Regions from separate parts of the Oryctolagus cuniculus genome. Here region 1 is linked to region 2. The links are chromatin contacts, called in public Hi-C maps. All regions are on one chromosome and are shown on one strand. The core of a region is the stretch at or near the end of the contact, and the rest is flanking DNA. Distances in the headings are between cores, read along the strand shown.

Evidence for each region. A called contact is a pair of places that touch in the nucleus more often than the background predicts.
Region 1: a Hi-C map of an unstated tissue shows a contact between it and region 2, with 4 times the contacts expected there. The contact joins the promoter of CHRNA9 here to the promoter of N4BP2 in region 2. A contact is called at or near these places in 2 of 6 Hi-C or Micro-C datasets (ear pinna and an unstated tissue).

The regions. Positions count from the first base shown.
Region 1 is chr2:34,124,096-34,126,795 of mOryCun1.1, reverse strand. It overlaps CHRNA9 (cholinergic receptor nicotinic alpha 9 subunit), which reads right to left and starts at 1,255. Exons shown (of 7, transcript XM_070068132.1): 1 at 1,185-1,255; 2 at 279-557.
Region 2 is chr2:33,873,718-33,876,609 of mOryCun1.1, reverse strand. It overlaps N4BP2 (NEDD4 binding protein 2), which reads right to left and starts at 1,358. Exons shown (of 19, transcript XR_011386210.1): 1 at 1,220-1,358.

The sequences.
Region 1 (2,700 bases), core at 6-2,505, 250 kb before region 2:
AGAGGTCTTCCACCCTCTGGTTCACTTCCCAAATGGTTACAACGGCCAGAACTGGGCCAGACAGAAGCCAGGAGCTTCCTCCAGGTCTCCCACGTGGGTAGCAGGGGCCCAGGCACTTGAGTCACCTTCCACTGTCTTTCCATGCGCATTAGCAGGGAGCTAGATGGGAAGTGGAGCAGCTGGGACTTGAACTGGCACCCATATAGGATGCTGGGGCTGTAGGTGGCGGCTTTACCCACTACGCCATGGTGCCAGCCCCTCCCCTCAGCTTTGCACACTTATCCATGTGTTCGTGTGCTTTCACGACTCTCCGAGGACTGTGAATGCTCTGAGACAGTTCACCACAGCGCTCTGTGTGCCTCTACAAAGCGCCTCGTTCGCATTTCCGGGAAGCAGCTCGGAGAGTCTTACGTAGCCTGTCCAGGCGTGGCAGCGGCTCAGACCATGGTGTCTCTCTCTTGTGAGCCCCTGCTCAGCCTTCCTATGCTGAATTCAACCAACATTGATTTCTGATGCTGAAATCACACACTGGCGCTGGCGCTGGCGTCTGCTCTGCCCTGCGAACACAATTCACAGAACTCCCAGAACTGCCAGAGTTTGCCCCGGAAAGCGGCTTTGGGACAAGTCTTTAAACAGCATGTCCTTGAGGGACCGATCATGACAGAACGCAACAGAAACATGAGGGTACTTCAAAAAGTTCGTGGAAAATTGAATTAAAAGATAGGTTTATGCTGATGCAGAAAACTTTAAAATCCATATGTAGTTTTTTTCATAATACACATTTTCCATGAATATTTTGAAGACCCCTGAGTACCTATAATTTAGGCCTTAGTATAAATCATGCCACTTAGCCTTATCCTGGATGGATAAGAAAACACAAGCCCTGCAAAGCGCTGTTTCCACACGTTTTTAGCTGAAGGAGCAAACCAGCACAGTAACTAGGACCCCGGGTTCAAATCTTGGAGCTGCCACTTTTCAGCAGAGTGGCCTGGGGTAAGACGTGAACCCTGTGTGTCCAGGTCACGATCTGTAATGGCGACGGCATGAAGGACAGCCCGCAGGACCGCCCCGAGCACCAGGTGAAGTCATACTGGACAGAGCTTGAGACAGCAGCTGCACTGTGGCAGCTGGTTGCACGTGGTCACGCCCGGGCTGCTCGTCAACCACACTCGCGCCCGCCTCACCTCTCTTCCCGCTGCCTCCGCCCCCTGCCCCATCCCGCCTGGCTGGAACTTGCCACCGCGTCTGCCCTGCACGCGTGACCTGCCCTCTCTATAGCCCTCCTCCCGTTTCCATGGCTGCCTTCCTTTGCCCAGTGTAAGTGAAGCCTCCGGCTGCAGAGGCAGGTTTATTTATAGCTGAAAAAAAATTAGTGTGATTTTGCTGGAGCTTTCTGCAACCATCAGTCCGGTACTGTAAGAGCACCCACATTTATACTGCGGCCTCGCTCTGTTTTCCCAGCGCCCCGCACTCATTAATTAGCTCCTCAAAACAGTGTTTACTGAGCATCTGTAGGGGAGACGAAGCTGGATCCAACCTCTTTCCACCAGAACCTAGGGTCTCCCCTAAACCCAGCCTCCCACGTGCCAGCCACTCATGACACAGCTCCACCGGGATGCTCATGGCTCTTCAGACATGGGCACAGTTCAGCGCACCACCCCCGACCGCTCCTGGCCACATGCACCTGATTTTGGGGTGGGAGCCACCAGTCCCTGGTCCCCCATGCCAAGAGCTGGGAGTGGTCCTGGACGCCCTCTCGTGTCACTGCATCCCACCTGTCCTCAGGCCAATCTGTCACATCTGCTCAGCCCAAAATGCTCCTCTTCTCATCTCCTCTGGTGTACAGTGCAAATCCCCTCAGGACTGGCCCCTTACCTTCAGTGTCTACCTCCCCTAGGAACCCCTCCACACTGTCATTACGTAGGCCTTTGGAAATCCAACCACATTACACTCCCCTCTCATCTGAAATTCCGGCAGGATCCCCTATCATCCAGGGGAGGAAGCCCCCACTCTAAAACACCAGGTCCCCTCATATGCTCACCCTCCTCACCAGACTCCTCTCCTGCCAACTCCACACAGCTTTAATAACAAGGTGAGTTGGCTGCAAACTTCCACACTGTCGTACGTGCTGTTCCTCAGCTAGGAATACCCCTCCCCTTCTTGTCTAACTAGAGAACACCTTCCCCTATTTTTTTCTTTAAAGATTTATTTATTTGAAAGGCAGATTTACAGAGAAGCAGAGAGAGAGAGAGGTATTCCATCTGTTGGTTCACTCCCCCAAATGGCCGCATGGCTGGAGCTGCACTGATCTGAAGCCAGGAACCAGGAGCTTCTTCTGGGTCTCCCACATGGGTGCAGGGGCCCAAGGACTTAGGCCATCTTCTACTGCTTTCCCAGGCCATAGCAGAGAGCTGGATTGGAAGTAGAGCAGCCAGGACTTGAACCGGCGTCCATATAGGATGCTGGCACTGCAGGCGGCGGCTTTACCCTCTATGCCACAGTGCCAGCCCCAACATTCTCCTCTTTTAAGATTCATTTTGGGGGGCCAGTGCTGTGGAGCAGTAGGCTAAGCCTCCACCTGTGGCGCCAGCATCCCAGACAGACTCCAGTTCAGGTTCCAGCTGCTCTACTCCCGATCCAGCTCTCTGCTAAAGCCTGAGAAAGCAGTGGAAGATGACCCAAGTCCTTGGGCCCCTGCAC
Region 2 (2,892 bases), core at 109-2,608:
AGAGCTGATGTTTGCAAGAAAAACACTAGCGATAATCGATAGGAAGTGAAAGCTTGCTGTGGGGATTAAAAGATAACATTTAAAAACAAAACAAAACAAAACACCAGGAGAGGCAGCTGCGGGGCAGTCATTGTTTTCGGAGAGGCCAGGTTCGTCGCCAGGAGCCCCTGCTCCGGCTCAGCCAATCGCCGCCGGTCCTGAGTTAACCAGTCTCCGGGCAAGCAGCGCCTCCTGATTGGCTCCGAGATGCCGAGTAGAAAAACCAGCCAATCCCGCCTTCCAGTCACAACTGCGCCATGGAGCCCGTACAACCGCTGCATGGCGAGAATGTGTACAAACCCGTCCGCGCCGCCCAGACCGGCGCCTAGTTCCAAAGGCGGTCGCCGGCCGCCGGCCGCAGGACTGGGCCGGCCGAGGCTGCCCGCGCCCTAGCCACCCACGTTTGTCAGATGACTCTTGCGCGGGGAGAAAACTGTTTTAACTCAAAGAGCGTTGAGGGGCAAGCTGTGCCCCTGCTAGGATGCCTCACTCCATGCAAGGCTGATCTCCAAGAGAGCGCCGAGAGGGTCCCGCGGAGCAGGGCTCAGGGAGGGTCCCAGCGAGGGCCAAAGTCCCCGAGAGGGGAAGGGCGAGGCGATCCCAGGGGAGCGCGATGTCTCCCGCAGGATCCGAACCCGGAACGCGTGCAGTGAGTGGCTGTGTGTTGGGGCTGGAAGAAGTGAGTAAATAAACAGCTCTGCTCGCACTCCGTGCTCGGGAACGTGGCCTGAAGTTCTCAGAAGGCGACGCCGCCTGGGAAACACCGAGGGCGCCCAGAGAGGCGCAAGGTCAAGTCCCGGCGGGAACAAACAGGGAGGAGGCCCCGGGGGGCGAGAAGAGGGGTGTGTCGGGGCCTGAAGGTCCGCCAGGCAGAGAGGCCCGGGAAGCGGCCGCGGCCCCCACCTTCGCCCGGCCTCCGGCTGCGCGCCAGGGCCCGCCTCTCGCCGACGCCTCACTTCCCTTCCGTCCGGGCTGCGAGGCCCGCGGACCGGACGAGAGACGGCCCGCGCCCGCCCCCACGTTCGGGGCTTTGGGTCTCGCTCGCAAGCGCCGCCCGCCGCTGCCTCGGGCCCTCGGCTTCGGCTCGTCGCCCCGGGACCCCTTCCCAGCACCCGCGCTCCAACCCCCGGGGGGCCCTCACCTCAGACCCGCCGCCCGGCCGCCCACCCGCCGCCTTTACCTGCTCCTGGAGCCGGCAGAGGGCGTCGAGGCCGGGGCCGCGTCGTCGAGTGAGCGACGCGGCGCCGCGGGTCCGCAGCCCTTTCCCGCCGCCGCCACTGCGCTCTCCGGCGCGGCGCAGGGCTGGCGAGCTGGGGCGGCCGAAGGGGGGGAGACGCGCGGCGAGCGCGCCCGGCGGGGAGACACTGCCGCTCTCCGTCCGGCCGGGGAAGAGCAGCCTCACAGGAGCCAGCCGCGAGAGGGCGGGTGGGCGGCCGAGTGGGGAGGGTCTCCGCGAGTCGGTAATGGCTGCCACGTCGCCCAGGTGGATCGCCGCCCTCCGCCCTTCCCCACACCCGCCGGCTTCCCGCCGCGACCTCTGGTTCGTCCCAGAGCTCCGCCGGGGCGCGTCGGCCCGCCCCGCGGGGCCGGCCTGGGCGACCCGAGCCCGCTGGCGCTGCCACCTCTCGGGCTCCCTCAGGAGCGCGAGTCCCGGCTTGACCGGTTCTGCGGCATCGGACCCCCGGCCGCAGGCGGTCACCCGGGGGAAGCAAAAGCCCCTTGTCTGTGTGTCTGGTCCTGGGAGCAGGCAGGAGCCAAGGGGCCCGGAGTTTGTGCCAAAAAAAAAAAAAAAAAAAGCGGCGCGGTAAACCGCAGCTGCTTCTGGCCCTCCACGCACTCTCTCTAGCCCGAAAACCAAAACAAACACAAGGTCGACCTGGCCGCTCCAGGTGAGGGAGGAAACGGGAGCCGGGACTGGCCCGCGGGCGCGCGGCGTCCCGGCGGCAAGTTGGAGGGGACGGAGGGCAGAGCACGGCGACCTCCGATCCGCCCAGCGGGGGCTGCTGGCGCGGGGCCCCGAAGGCCAGGGCGGCGGGCGCTCGGCCGGCGGACTCGGCGTGGCCGCCCCGAGCCCGGCCGGGAGACAAAAGGGCCGGCAGCCGCCGCGGCCCGGACGAAGGCTGCGGGCGCTCGGTCCCAACTCGCTGGCGGAGACCCAGAAATGTGTGCACGCTTGCTCGGAGGGCCGCGGGCGCTGGCCTTTGCCCCGCTTCGGAGCTGGAGTTTCGGGTGCCGGGAAAAAAACACACACACACACACACACACACACAACACCAGTTTCACGGTGTTATTTCTCTGTTGCCGTCGCTGTGTTACTAGCCCGTCCCCCACGCCTGCTCCATTTTTCTCCCCCCTCAACTGCTCTCCTTGGTTTAGTGTTGTGTGCTCTTAAATATTTAGTGTCTGAAAAGTACGCCGATTTTTGCCCTCGCTTTTTGGGATATGGTGGTGGTGGCTTTGCCTATTTTGGCCTTCCTCTGCTCCCTCCCTTTGCAGTTAATTTTTATTCTACTTTCAGTGTTAATCAAAGATACACGCAAAGTATTCCTTTGCGTGAAGAAAACATTACCTGTCAGTGTTGTTATGGTAACTGCTTTAAACCTAGAGTAAATTCGAGGAGAGGGCAGGTGAGTTTTTTCTTCGTTTAGTGCTAACTGGAACACCTACTCATACTTAATGAGAACATTCTTTTTCTAGAAACCACTAATATTTCAGCAGAAACCTAAGGATGGCAAGTCTGATAAAATTACCAATCCAGAGAAAAATTCAAAGGGGGAAAGATTTCCTTTTGTATTTATTTTTGGTCTTTTTATAGATCCCTTGAGTTCCAGTGTTAAGAAATGACTATGCCAA